2 separate regions of the Rattus norvegicus genome follow, and region 2 is linked to region 1. A link is a contact called in public Hi-C data. All regions are on one chromosome and are shown on one strand. Each heading gives the region's core, a stretch centred on a gene start, on an enhancer-like site or on the middle of the called end of the contact. The rest is flanking DNA. Distances are from core to core; before and after follow the strand shown. Region 1 has its middle 36 kb from the start of Lrrc74a. Region 2 overlaps Tmem63c (transmembrane protein 63c).

What was found. Hi-C and Micro-C count contacts between places; a contact is called where the count stands out from the background.
Region 2: a contact with region 1 is called in a Hi-C map of Schwann cells, with 5 times the contacts expected there. The contact joins two enhancer-like sites. A contact is called at or near these places in 8 of 12 Hi-C or Micro-C datasets (the A7r5 cell line, Schwann cells, frontal cortex and 5 more).

Annotation. Positions count from the first base shown.
Region 1 is chr6:112,149,215-112,156,672 of GRCr8, reverse strand. No RefSeq gene overlaps it. Among named protein-coding and RNA genes, the nearest start is that of Lrrc74a, 36 kb to the right of the region's middle. Within about 2 kb of position 3,637, at least 44 of the 93 cell types and tissues checked have an H3K27ac peak or open chromatin away from gene starts, as enhancers often do. A contact at or near this core is called in Schwann cells, where this site is marked.
Region 2 is chr6:112,418,693-112,426,150 of GRCr8, reverse strand. The region is part of intron 2 of Tmem63c (transmembrane protein 63c); the gene reads right to left. Among named protein-coding and RNA genes, the nearest start is that of Tmem63c, 19 kb to the right of the region's middle. Within about 2 kb of position 3,745, at least 10 of the 93 cell types and tissues checked have an H3K27ac peak or open chromatin away from gene starts, as enhancers often do. A contact at or near this core is called in Schwann cells, where this site is marked.

The DNA of each region.
Region 1 (7,458 bases), core at 2,388-4,887:
TGGCTTGGAACTCACCGAGATCTGCTTGCCTCTGCTTCCAGAGTGCGTGTGTCACTATCCCCAACTGAGGCTGGTTTCTTTTTTACTGTGGGTGAAGATTCTTCTTTTACTTTAGGCCTTGCCAAGCATCTTATGCTGGGGTGAAGAGCAGGGAGGGACCTCATTGCCTCCATTGATAACCACTAAGTAAATCTTCCCTGAGTCCTTTGGAAGAGCAAGGGAAGTGATCTTGGTTTATTTTCAGTTGCTATAACCAAATAGTTGATGCTGGTAATGCATACAGAAAAGAGGGTTGCCAGGTATGGTGATGCACACCTGTAATCCCAGCACTTGGGAGGCTCTGAGTTTGAGGCCAGCCTGGTCTACAGAGCGAATTCCAAGAGCCAGAGGTATATGATGAGACCTTGGCTCAAACCAACCAACCAACCAACCAACCAACCAACCAACCAACCAACCACATATTATCTGCTGGAATTGCAGGCAGTTGCAAGCTGCCCAGTGCTGGGAACTGTCCTCTGACATGATGTCTTTTATCTCCCAAGCTTCCTAATGTCACCTCCATGTATTACCATGCGCTGTGTCCATGGTGCTGTCAATCAAACCCAATGCCCTAGGCATGCAAGGCAGGCCCTCTACTGATGAGCTACACCCCAGCTTCCTCCTCTGCTCTTTTTAAAGATTATTTTTTATGTGTGTGAAAGTTTTGCCTGCACATATGTATGTGCACTGTATGTCTGCCTGTTGCCCACAGAGCCAGAAGAAGACTTTTCATCCCCAGGAACTGGAGTTATACAGTTGTGAGTCACCATGTAGGTGCTGGAAGTCGAACCTGAGTCGTCTTCAAGAGCAGCCAGAGCTCTTAACTGCTGAACCTTCTCTTCTGTTCCCTCTTCCTCTTTTGAAGAATTTACATTCTGAATTTAAAAAAGGAGTCGCTGCTGCCTCAGGACATATTTGGGAAAGGCATTTGGAGGCGATTATCCTTAAGCTTGAAGTTACAGGAGGACGGAGGACTGGGTGTGAGCCACGGGGCAGGGATACAGAAGCCCTTAGACCCTTTCAAAAGATGGGTTGGTATGGCAACCTTCCCTTGCGTGTCTGGGGAAGGAACAGCATCCTACACTTGTTTGTGGTGTCCTGCAGACAGAGAGGGATGACGGCAAGATGTCCTCTCTCTAGAGACAAATGCTGGAGCCCTAGGTCTTCCAGCCCCTATCTTGGCAGGGTAGATCACTGCCTCAGCTCCCTTTCCTACAACCAGGTACTCCATGCTGGAGACAAAGAGGAGCTTCTAGGATATGGGCTTCTCAGTATAGCAAGGTGTGTGTGTGTGTGTGTGTGTGTGTGTGTGTGTGTGTTTCCCAAACAAGCCCTTTCCAAAGCCTCAGGATTGGATGTTAATCATTACATTGTCAGCTTTTGCAATTTTTCACTGTTTACCACCTCTGCCCTCCAACTGTAAAAAACCAACTGTTATCCACTGACATTATCTATCCTTTTAAAAGACCCCACCCCACCCCAGTTGCCCAAATTCTGCCCCAACAGAATCTGAACTACCCGGGTGGAGAAGCTGCTCCCCAGGGAGGTTGAGGATCTGACCTTGGTTGTCAATATGCTGTGTGCTGCTGTTGAGGCCAATGTCATGACAACTTTCTGTTCCTTTTCTTTCCTCCCTTCTTCTGTTCTCTCACTCTTCTCTTCCTTTCTCCCCCTCTGTTGCCCTCCCTTGCTCGATCTCTCCCTCTCTCTGATAGCTAATAGAAATCTAATTTTCCTGAGCCAGTGGGGGTTCTATTTTCTTTTTCCTGCTTCCAATTACCAGGTCTCAGAGAACTGGGAAAACGTAGCCCAGATGTAGAACTTGTAAGGTCAGAGCGCCACCTGGTGGACAAAGTATAGCTTAGGGAGACGACATCTCGGCAGGACTCTCAGGGACGCCCTGAGATGCACACCGCCCCCCCCCCCCCCCCCCCCGGGCTTCAGGCTCTGACAAGCTCGTGCTTGAGTGTGGAACACAAGACAAACTCAGATATGAGCATGCTTGTGTTTCTTGCTTAACTTGGGCTAACTCCGCCGGGTCTCCTGCAATTCTCATTGACCCTACTCATCCTGGACCCTCCCTGCACCAAACCCCCAGTCTTTTAAGGGTTTGCTATATAAGGCTGCAAATGGGAGGTTGAGATGGCTCAGTGGTTAACTCAGAGGTCCTGAGTTCAAATTCCACATGGTGGCTCACAACCATCTGTAATGAGATCTGATACCCTCTGAAGACAGCTACAGTGTACTTATAATATAATATAATAAAATAAAATAATATAGTGAGATCGCTAGGATGTTTGCATTTCTGACTGGCCATACTGGCCATACGAAGATTTGAGGGTCTTGTTTCCCCTCCCTGGATATGTTACAAGTTAATTTCCTCATAAAGGCTACAGGCTTGGGGGTTAAATATGCTTGTCACCCAAGCCTGGAAACCTGAAGCCCATGCAAAAGGCAGATAGGGTAGTCTGGGTGTGTAATTGTACCCCTCCCATGGTAAAGTGGAAGGAATAGGAAGCTTGTCCTCGGCCAACCAGCAAACAGGAAGGAGTCTACCCCAAACGGTGGAGCTGAGGACTTGCACCTGAGGTGGTCTTCTGACCTCTACATGCACACTGTTAACATGCACATACCCAGAAACACACACACACTCATACTCACGCACACAAAGACCACACCAGGAAGCCACGTGAAGGTGGGTTTAGAAGAGAAAGCTCCAAGGACTGACACTCTGCTCCCTCCCTGTGGAGTCCAGACACCACCGTCCTCTGCAATGACTTGTTCACCTCCACGAGCTTTTCATGAGTTGGACCGGATTGACTGAAGGAGGTTAGAGGATCAAACTCCACCTCCAGGCCACCCCTGGGAAGGAAGGAGTTGTCTGAGGCTGGACTGGAAAGCCCAGCTCTTTGGTCTTTCTGGTGATCAGCTCTTATCCCAAAGCCATCTGAGGGCAGCATGAATCACCATTGGCATAACAAAGGCATTTCTTCCCAGGAAATTCCAAGGCTTTTGACACTCTTGCCCAAGAACTGGGGAAAAGACTTATTTTAATGTTAGGAAATGAGGGGTTTTCTCTCTGTCCTGGCCTGGCCCCCATATGTCAATTTTCTTTTTCTTTGTCTCTATTGTCTAAAAATTGTATTTGCACACATTTTTTATTAGCAGGAATGTTGTGTCCCAGGCATCTTGAACTCATAGCAGCCAGCCAGACAGTTACCCTGACATCTTCAAGCACTCTCAAAGCCTTGGCAACTCAAAGCCACCCCACCCCCCACGCCCTAATCCCTGTCACAAGCATTGTGGCTCATGTCCATAAGCCTAACCCCCAGGAGGCTCACAGAAGGATTGCAGAGCATTTGAGGCCAGTCTGGGCTATAGTGTGAGATGAGAAAGGGGGGGGGGGTGGGGTAGGGGGAGAGAGAGTCAAACACCCACACCTACACACACACACACACACACACACACACACACACACACACACGAAGAGAAGACCCTCTGAGCTTCACTGGGCTCTCCTCCCCATGGGGCACGCTGGGCTGGAAGCCAGCTCCCACAGCTGCCCGGCCTTCCTCTCCTGCCGGAATGTGATTCGGGCTTCCGAGAGCCTTCCCCTCCTTTTGGTTCAAGGCTCCTGGTCAGGAGCCAGGGTCTTAGGACACAGGCTAGCTTTGCCAGCCATTGTTTTCTTTTGTTTAAAACAAAAACAAATCCCAAGCCCCAACTTGGTAGGGCAGGCTTGGTCTCCTGAGGACACTAGAGCTGCCACCAGGACTGATTTTAGAGGCTATGGCCTGTATCTGAGGAACGACTGGGCTATGGTGCTTGCTTGTTAGGACGGAAGCTGCAGAATTTGGGGTCTGTGCCTTCCTGGGGGCTCATGGAGGGGTTTCCCCCTGATGTCTTGCTTTGTTGGTCTATAAACCAGCACCGCTCCATCATCATGTACTGCAGTTCCCACCTCCTGTTTCTCAAGACACGGTTTCTCTGTGTAGCCCTGGCCGTCCTGGAATTCCTTTGCAGACCAGGTTGGCCTTGAACTTGTAGATATCCACCTGCCTCTGCCTCCTGAGTGCTGGCATTAAGACCATGGGCTGTTTGCATACCAGCCTTAAGCCCAAGCCTGAGGTCGAAAGTCCTCTGCAGCATTTTTGAGACTCAGGGCTTGGGGGTGTTGAGGTGACCCTGTCTGTGCCCTTTGGGACCTTCCAGTCCTCTCTGTCAGGAGTGGGACATCACTGTCATGAGGTTGAGAGAGGAGTTAGCTCTCCACAGGCAGCAAGGATGAAGGGCCTTGATAAATCCTAAGCTACTCACAAGCTGGAAAACAAGTAAGGGTTTCAGAATACACGATTTCACAATCTCTTCACGGGGCTCTGTTTATTCTCATCCTCCTCACTTATAGATAGGCAAACGGAGGCCAGAAACATGGAGCCCACGGCCCAAGGTCACAGAGATGATTACTGATAAAGCAAACTGAGAATTGCAAAATTTCAGACTTTACATGTATTGACTCTAACATGCAGAGGTATCTATCCAGCTTCCTGCTGCTTTTGTTCCCTAGTAGGATAGCTGATTCCTGTGGGTGGGGATCAGCAGGACTCATCAACCTTTGCTGTAAGTCTCTCTCTCTCTCTCTCTCTCTCTCTCTCTCTCTCTCTCTCTCTCTCCCTCCCTCCCTCCCTCCCTCCCTCCCTCCCTCCCTCCATCCTTCTCCCACCTCCATTCCGGCCTTAACAATGTAACAGTGTATTCAGTGTATTTCCCACTTTTGATGTCTGAAGAGTGTTCACCCTGCCCCCTGGTGGTGCAAAGGTGCAAGGCAGCCTCAGGAGGACAGGGAAGGGTCATGGTTAAGACACATTCTTTTTTGGGACCCTGGAAATCATTGTGGGCACGATACCGAACTCTTATTGAGAAATTAATTTAACAGTTCTCATTCTGTAAGGGTCCATGCTTCATCCAAGAATGATACCCTGGATTCAGTATGTAAACTCAAAGAGTGTTTTATTCTGCAGAAGTCCAGCATGCTGGGGTCTCCCGTTGCCAGAATAGAGACACAACTAAGTGTGCTCACAGGCCTGATTTAAAGCACATAAGGGAATTCTGGGGTAGGTGACCTTTGTGTTAATTTGTTGGGTCCATCTCTATGGTCATTCCATTACCGGGTGTGGGGCTGGAAACTTGCTGGGGAGGTCTGGACACTGCTGCTGACCCATTGTCCTTGCCCCAGGCCAGGTGTCCGGGCATCTTCTGAGGCCTGGACTTGCCTGGAATTGCCCAGTTCTTGGAAACAGAGATTTAGGTCTCCTTACCTGTCCTGGAATCAGCCTCGCCTTCTCAATCCTACAGTCCGGGGAGGGTGCAGACCTGGTTCTCAAAGCCCAGTTGGCATGTGGAAGGATGGATAAACAGGCTGCTGTTTCCTAGGTCTCTGGGCTGTCTCTTACCTTGATGGCCTCTGCTATTCCTGCAGGGTCCTCCTGTCTACTCGTGGAGATAGAGTTGCCACTGCCCCTCCCACCTTCAGGCTCCTGCAGGCTTGCTCAGGGGGCTGGGCTGTGCTCCTGCCGATCTGCCCATGGTGCGTTCTGTTGCTTAGTGGGCTGGTTAGATAGGGAACTGGCTGTAGAACTCTGCCCAGGTGCCAGCTTTTCTTCCTTACTACAGAAGAGCATGGTAGTTCTTAGCGATCCCGACAGACAGTGAGAACATGGAGCTTCGGAGGGGTCTGCACAAGTTTGGGCTGCTGGATCCCTGAGGATGATCAAGCTGCGTTCCAGGGGCAGGCAATCAGGATGTTGAAGGAAATGTTGGAAGATTTCAAATTCAGGCACTATCTCTCAAGAGCTCAGTGGAAGTAAGGACTTTTGGAGCTGACCTGACATCTAGTGGCTACAAATGGGAATGACGCCACCTTTGAGAATTGCTGAAAGTAGTGTGGGAGGCCTCTTGGGATACTGGGGAAAGATTGGGTCTCTCGTTATTTAGGGTGGAGTATCAGTGTCAAAGGGTGACGTAGAGGACTGGAGGAGGTAGATTTTTGGCTCTCTAGAATCTCTATCATTCCCAGAAGTCAGCCTGAAAGAAAATCAAGTTTGTAGGAACCTTTGCTTCCGTTTCAATTTTATACCAAGACAAAGAGAAACAGGAAGCTTTCATTTATGTGTAGCCATTCTGATTTTCATTTTTTCCTTACACATTTGGATGTTCTTACCAGCCACACAACCCTTACGGTTCCCATAGGACCCGTGAGTTATGCATGCCCTGTAACAATGTAAAGTTAGCAGGTCGTGAAAGATTTAAAAGACTCCTGACTTCAAACACTTCGCCTTTGAGGAGACAGTTCCAACAGCCACAGGACACCCCGATATATCCTCTGCCTTGCTTTTTCTCCACCATCCTAACTGTGACCTGTGGGCACACATTTTTTGCAATCTACTTTTAATAAGGGTTCAACCTCTCCTCTAGCCCACCATCCAGCAGAGGGAGTGGAAGAGAAAAGTTATTAGGATGGGGGAGACGTGGACTTGTTCAGCAATAGTTCTTTGGGGGCAAGCTTGATCTTCTTGGGCAGCAGTTCGGTCCCAGAGCAAACACAAAATAGGACTCAGCAGGTGCAGACCAGTCCTCTAGGCAGGCAGAAAACAGGCAGGAACCAGCAGTCACAGAGCAGTCCTTTCAGCAATCAGACACTAGGCAGCTGTATTTCAATCCTGAAGAAACCGCCAAGCTCACCAACTGGCCTAAGGTGAGGCCTCAGAGGAGTTTCTCAAAAATGGTGGGCGTTACCACAAGTTGAACTCAACAACACTATGTAAGGCGAACCAATACATGCATGTCTTTTTTTTTTTTTTTCTTTTCCACATGGAGAGGTTTAATGAGAGAAGAGTAGAAGAAGAGAGGAAAGGCGGCCGACCATGGGCACATGGAGGTGGGGCTTGGGGGCAAGAACAGAGAAGAACAAAGGGCAAGAGAGGGTAAGAGAGGGTAAGAGAGAGTAAGAGCACATGCATGTCTTCAGCGAAGAATAGCAAGGTGGAGCAAACCAAACCAGTGTTCAGTGCTTGTCTCTCATTGTCTGTGGGGTCATATTTATACTCCTTCATCCCGGGTCCTTTCACATGTTTGCTTTATCAAAAGATCCTTTCACCTGTTTCTGCTTCAGGAAAACGTCCTTTCCTGTGTCTGACCCAGAAAAACATCCTTTCATCTGTGTCTTCAGGAAAACCGTCTTCCACATGTGTGCTTTAGCAAGATATCCTTTCACCTGTGTGCCCCAGCAAACCATCATTTGACATACATTCCAAAGAACTAGAAGTTTCCACTTTAATGACCCTGAGGTCTCATGGAAACTCAACTTAGCTGAGGGTGGAGCTGTCTGCGGCACAGACCTGTCAATCATCTCTCTGTCTGATT
Region 2 (7,458 bases), core at 2,496-4,995, 270 kb before region 1:
GACCATATTCACAAAGGCCCATGGGGGAGACTGAATATAACATTTTCAAAAAGTTAAAATAAACTCTGGCTAGAGAGTGGGACTGGTCACTGGTTTGCCCTTCCACGCATCCAACAAGATAGATCTGGGTCTGGAGAGATGACTTAGGGGTTAAGAGCACTTGCCGTTCTCCCAGAGGACCTGCCTGGAAGGTCCACAAACATCTGTAATCCCAGTTTCCGGGGTTTCCACCAGGCACACTCATGCACAGAAAATTAGAAACACTGATACAAGAGAAATCTACTTCATCAGACATCTTCTCTTGCCAAGCCCCATGCAGACCCTGAGGTTCAAACATGGCATCCTCCTCGGGGAATTTATAGCTTTTAGGATTTGGAGAGAGGATTGTTGTTGGCCTAGTGGTGGGAAGACCCTCAGCTATGAGGTCCCAACATAAGCTTGGACTGTGGTGGGGTTCCACCCAGCCATCGGGTCAGTTCAGGGTTTCAGCTCCGGCTCTGGCCTGCAGGGCAGGTGTGGGAGGGGAGGGGAGAGAAGTTTACCTCTCCCACCTTGCCACCCCAGCTCTCTAGCAGCAGGCAGAGGCAGCGAGAAGGCTGTTGCCAAGGAAACCTAAAGTAGCACCCAGCCTTTTTCCATATATCGCTTCCATCCTAGGCCTGCATTCTTCATTTCATCCATAACCCAAAAGGCAAAACCCCGCCCAGATGTGGCTCTAAGCTAGCTCTGGTGTGTATGGGGGAAGATCAGAAAACTGAAGGGTTGGCTTTTTTGGATATCCAAGCATGAGCCCTGTTAAGAATGAAGCTTGAGGTGCTGGAGGGATGGCCCAGTGGTTAAGAGCACTGACTGCTCTTCCAGAGGTCCTGAGTTCAATTCCCAGTAAGCACATGGTGGCTCACAACCATCTGTAATAGGATTGAGTACCCTCTTCTGGGGTGCATGAAGACAGCATAGTCGTGTGTGTGTGTGTGTGTGTGTGTGTGTGTGTGTGTGTGTGTGTGTGTGTGTACAGTCGTATACATAAGAAAGATACAGATACATGAATAAATCTTTAAAAGAGTTTTAAAGACTGTACTCTGTATATAGCCAAGACTTAAAAACAAAATGAAACTTGGATCGGGCAATGGTGACGTGCACCTTTAATCCCAGTACTTGGGAGGCAGAGGCAGGTGGATCTCTTTGAGTTTAAGGCCTGCTTGGTCTACAGAGTGAGTTCCAGTGCAGCCAAGAAACCCTGTCTTAAAAGGCGGGGGTGGGAGGAAGAGGAAGAGGAAGAGGAAGAGGAAGAGGAAGAGGAAGAGGAAGAGGAGGTGGTACTTGAAGAAACCCCTGAGGACACTAGAGATACATACGGCTGGTCTGAGGTACAGGTACTGAGGAACAGGACTCTTAGGACACACATCTCACAACACGGGACAAAGAACTGTTCAAGATAATGGGGGAGAGTCTGGCTCCCTGAAGCCAGAACATCTCATTTTGGCTGGGTCTGTCATAGCGACCCTCAGCGGCACCCTCACCTCTCCGAGCCTCAGGTTCAGCACCTGGAAGGTGGTCATGATGGCTGCACAGCTCCACAGGTTACTGTGACAATGCACACATGTGGTTCGTACAATCCCTTGTGCGGGGATGAGAACCACATCAGCCCTCAGGATTACCAGTGCCATCGTCAAGCTATTGGCTCCTCTGAGATGGTGCTGAGGAATCTCTACTCCTCCTTGCCACCCATTCGACTTGGGGACAGGAATGAGGAGAGACACAGAGAAGAGAGGGTCTACTATTCCTTAAACTGCAGTCATTGGCAGCCATTGTCTTTATGCTTTCCATGAACAAAAACCAAATTACACCCTCCATTTGGGCCAAGGAGAGACAGGAGGGGTGGTGAGAATGCTGGTCTGTGAGGCAGGTGCCCTCTGTGGGTGCACACCTTGTCTGGTGGGAGAGGGAATAGCTCTCTCCTGCCCACACTCTCCTATCTTGCCTTCCACTGTCAAAAGCAGGATGTGCTGCTTTTCTGGGTCTTCTAATTCTGAGCCATCCTCAGCAACTCAGGAACGGTATCAAAAAGAGCTGGCTTTGCCTTCAACTCCATCTTCCCTCCCTGTCTCCCTCCAGGCATCCAGGCCCACTGCTGTCTAACGAGCCAAGCCGGCTCTCTGCTCTCCACTTCCCGATGATCCAGACATTGCAAGAGCAAATCTCAGGAGTGATTTCAGAATTAAAGTGGTCTGTAGGGAGAAGGGAAGGCCATGGGAATGGCTCAGGGATTAAGAGCACTTGCTGCCCTTCCAGAGATCCAAGTACCCATGTTGGACATCTCACAACTGTAACTCTAGATCTGATCTATCTCCCTCTTCTGGCCTCCACGGGACCTCAAACTCATGTTCACATATGCCTGCACAGGTACACACAAGGACATATAATTAGAAATAAAGTCAAAAAATTTTTAAAGGTGGTCTAAGGAGTTCTGGGGAGGTGCCAACTTATTGATCGCTAACATTTGTCGAGCATTAGCTCTGGGCCAATCTATTCCATTTAAGGTTACTTCATTTAACCCTCATCAGGACCCCAGGGCCCCAGAACAGAAACAGCAAAGCCCAGTGAGCTTAAACAAGTCATGGGCCTATCAAGAGGCAGAGCTGGCCCTCAAGCCTGAGTGTTTCACTGCCATCCGCTGGGGTGACAGTATTGACAAAGATGGCAGAAAGGGGACCTTGCCCGAGACCCAGTCTACAGGTATAAAGCTTTCCTAGACTCTCAGGTAAACATGGTGGACATAATCAGAGCTCTAAGCTGGACCCTGCAGCTATCCAGCTGAGTCTCTCAGTGCTGCCCAAGGCTCAGTCACTATCAACCTTCCCACACCCAATCAATCAGCAGGAACCAGCACACACACACACACACATACACACACACACACACACACACACACACACACACACACACACACCAGCACCACCACCACCCGGTGCACAAATTTGTACCTCCTGCCTGTCCCCACCCACCACCTGGCCCTCTGGGTCTTTTCAATAACTGTTACCTTTAGTTAACAAGAGGAAAGATTATCCCCCCTGGTTCGAAACAAATGAGTTTTGTGTCGTGTAAACCCCTCCTAGCTCCACTTGCCTTTGGATCTCCTCCTCTCCCTGCCATCACCCTTTTCTGGGAGGGCAGCTTGGTGCATGAGGCTTGCTCGTGTTGCTAGTAGGAGCAGAGTTGTAGGAGAGTTGCAGGAACTAGGGGTTCTGCTTCACAGCCCTGCACACATGACTTGCCAGCTGGCCGTCAATCTCGCCCTGAGTTGAGCCTATCCTTGCTCCAAAGTGTCCTTCATCTCCCAAGACTTCATGACCAAGGACATTGTGTTCAATGTACAATGTGATGGAGCTGAATCTCCTGAAGGCTCAGACACTGACCTAAGCCTGCGAGCGGGCAGATTTGAGGTGAGAACCTGGACCTTCTGGACCCCATTCAGGATCCTCAGTGGCCTCTCAGTCTTGTGGAGCAAGGTAGGGGCTTTGAATCAGCTGGAGGTGTATGGGGAGCACAGAGACCCCTGTCCTTACCAGTAAGCCAGTTAAGGACAGATGGAGGGACACCCTCAAAGATTCCCTTGGGCTGGGCTGTGTTCCCTCTTCTTTGGTGAAGAGGAAGGGACACTTTGCCACAGATTCATGCCTCCTGGGGAGAGCTGGTGCACAGAAAGGCAAGCATCAAAGAAGCTTCCTGATCCGAGGTTGCAGAGAGCAGATGGGGAGCCCCGGGCCTCCAGGAACAGCCCTCCTGACAGACGTGCTTTGTCTATTGGATCAGCTCCGCTCTTCTGAGCATCCAGTCTTCCAACCCAGTCATTTGGGAAGCATCATAAATCCTGGTTTGGATTTAATATGCATATACAGCTTTTAAAAAATCATGAAAATTCTTAAGGGTGTTTTTATGTCCTGCACGAAGGCCAGCTAGATTCTGTTCTGTCATCTTGAAAAGAGGAATCTTGAGCCTGAAGAGCCCAAGAGACTGGCTAGGTCAGGGAGCTAATGGCACGGAAGGGGAAATGAGTCCCACGTCAGCCCCTCTGAATCACGCTGCTCTGAACCACACTCAAGACAAAACAGCATTGAAAAACCCCAGGCTCAAGACAGAAGTTAGTGGGGGAGAGGGAAAACTATGCTGGAATCCAACTCCAGGCTTGAGTGGGCGTGGCTTCAGATGGAGAGAGGGGAGGAGAGGGGGCAGATTTGAGTGACAGGAAAGGAGTGATCTCTAACCACCATTCATGCCTCAGAAGCAGCCTAAGAGCCACGGCCTAAGCAGCAAGAGTCAGTGCTCCATTCTACAGGTAGATAAACTGAGGCCAAGTACTAGCCCAGAGTTACAAAGCCGGAGGGAAAACAAGGCAGAAAGAGGGATGAAGTGGCCACTCTAGTCAAGGCTGGAAGTTATATAAACTGACTTTCCACCTACCTCACTCAGACCTTACAGGGGTGCCTCTCCTTGATGGAAAGGTTCCCTCTCTTGTCCTCAGACTCTTGTCAGTTCAACCCAAGTGAGCCATCATGGCCATGTCCAAGTTAGACAGGGCAAGAGGTGAAGCAATGGGGATATCACAGACATCAGACCTCTAGAGGCTGGGCAGCGGCTTGGGTGACAACCTGTTTGTGTTCATATAATGTCTGCTTGTGGGGGGGGGGAGAAAGAGGAGGAGGAAGAGGAAGAGGAGGAGGAGGAAGAGGAAGAGGAGGAAGAGGAAGAGGAGGAAGAGGAGGAAGAGGAAGAGGAGGAGGAGGAGGAGAGAGAGAGAGAGAGAGAGAGAGAGAGAGAGAGAGAGAGAGAGCGAGAGCAGGATGCTGGTCATGGTGGTACATGCCTTTAAATCCCTGCACTCAGAAGACAGATGCAGGTGGATCTTTGAGTTCAAGGCCAGCCTGGTCCACAGAGCATGTTCCAGGGCAGGCAGAACTACACAAAGAAACTCTGTCTCAAAAAAACAAAAATAAAATAATAAAATAACCAAATCAAACCAAAACCAAATCAAAAACCAAAACCAAACCAAACTAAACCAAAAGAACGGCAGGATGGACTGATGTTCTAAAACAAGTGTCCTGATTTTTGTTTTTGTCTTTTTTTTTTTTAAATTTAAGGAATAAAGAGCAACAGCAGGAAACCCTTAACATTACAGCTCTTTCCGAGGTCTCTAAATCTTTTCTGGTTTAAAATAAACCCGAAACTAAGTGAGCATGCTCTGTTGTACACAGTAGTTTAAAGGGAAGCCTTGGATTTTCTAGGCACAAACATCGTTGGCTTCCCTTCATCAAACCCCTTGCTGCCTCTCAGGTCCTCTAACGCTGCCAGATCTAACTGCTTGTCAAGTGGGAAGGGGTCTTTGTGCAGGCCCCTGGTGGCTTTAGGAAGCTGCCCACTCAGGAAGATGGTCAAGCCACCATCTCTTCTTTCCACCCGACCCCCTCATAACCGGATGGCCTTTGCTCTCAAAGACCTGAGCATTCTCTGGCCCACGGGCTCTCCATCCCCATTAAGAATGCCCTGTTAGGAGTCAGATCAACTCTGCATTCCCAGGCTGCCCTCCTGGAAGTTCCCGTGTCTCCTCCATTCCTACAGCAGCACTCCACCCAGAGTTCTCCCCCACCCAGTGCTAAGAAGAATGCGGCAGGCACGTTCTTTCTCTCACCAAGCTCATTCCAGGAGAGGCTAGGACAGATCTTGCTAAAAGGAGCTGTCTGCCGTGTGCGTGTAGCTCACAGACAAGGGCCACTGAGCCCAATCTGGAGTGTTTCGGAGGTTTTCCTGAATAAGGCAGTGAGGGAATCCTGTAGAAGGAATTCGGTTGCTTTCCTTACTCTTCCTGCTATAGATGGTTCTGCCTGACTCACTGGCTTCACTTAGCTGAATCCCCCACCCCATTTTCATCCATTCTCTCTCACCTCCTCTCTTCCAGCCCCAGGGCCTTGGCGTATTCTAGTCCCTGCCCAGATGTTCCCTGCCACCAACACTAACTCATTTTGCCACTAATCTAGTTCAATGTTTACTTTTTTTTTGGGGGGGGGGTCAGTTGACACCTCATGACCTCTACTTCACAGCTTCTTGGGAGGCAGACACAGTGCAGCATGTAATTGTAGGTCCCTAGAGCTGGCTTCCTTGAGTCTGACCCTAACTTCTGCTACGTATCAGCCCCATGACTTTCAGTAGGTGTCTTAATGCACCTCAGTTCCCTTACTTATAAAATGGATATACTAATGTTCTCCTCCCCCGCTGAGTACCTGTGAGGACTAAGGGAGCCAAGCGAATGGCTCACACACTGTCCAGCACATTCAGTGATGCGTTATTTACCTTGTGGGGAGCTAGTATACCGCGTGGTCACTTACAAGCTGACCTTGCACATGACTGGCTGCTCCAGAGACTAGCCAATCCCTAACACAGCCTGAGCCCTTGTTCATCATCAACTCCTCTGCTGCCTGGTAAGGCTGGATGCTTTGCAAATATTTGTTGGAGATGAGATAGTCAGGAAGCTGGGCAGAGGGACTTATTTGGCCTTGTGATGTCAGACCCAGAACATATGGCCTAGAGGGGACCGTAAAGAAACACTGTCACCCACTGTCACATCTGCTGGCCAGTGTTGTCATAAGCTTCTCACCTCAGGCTAGGTAGCTCCTGCCTATCTCTATCCACGGCGGAGTTGGCTGGAACCTGTTCTTGGAGGTTTCTGTCTTGGTTTAGAAAAAGAGATATTCAGCACACCTCCCGTCTGAGGGCGGTAGAGCAAATGCAGTCACAACTGGGCAAAGCTGAGCCTCAGGGACCCTGAGTTATCCCAGTAATTCTCATCTCCATGGCAACAGGTCTGGACTACACTCTCAGCCAGCAAGACTGGGCAGCCACTCAATTCCTCATCAACGGCAGGGTAGAGGCTCCAGGGTGTGGTTCTCTCCTCAGCCTCTATCTCATTAAATCTCCAGCATGAGTCCAGAGGGGAGCAGTGGGGAGGGAGAATGGGGATGGGAGGGAATCGCAAACATGCAGTGAGATAAGGCCCCATCCTAGACTCAGCTCTTGCTGCACAAGGATAAAGGCCGCCAGCCCGGAGGTACCCACAGCAACCAGGTAAGCAATCAGGTAGATGCTGTTGGTGACACCCCCACTCCGCCTCCTTCTGCAGCCAAGACGAGCTCTGATCTATCAAGGCTGTACAGACAAAGGCTGAACCCTAGTCTCACTCAGACTCCACCCGCTGTTTACAACTCACTCATATCCATATAGATCTCGCCTTATCAAACATCTGATCTGTGCCACACTAGGAATTGAGGTGCAAAGACTAGCCGCATGTGGCTGGACCATTAGTAAGCGTACAAATCGGGGGAAGGGAGCCAAGCTTTCAGGTTTGCGAGCAGCAGCACTTCAGTCTAGAGGGCAAAGCACAGTACTGAAGTACAGACAGGCACAGAG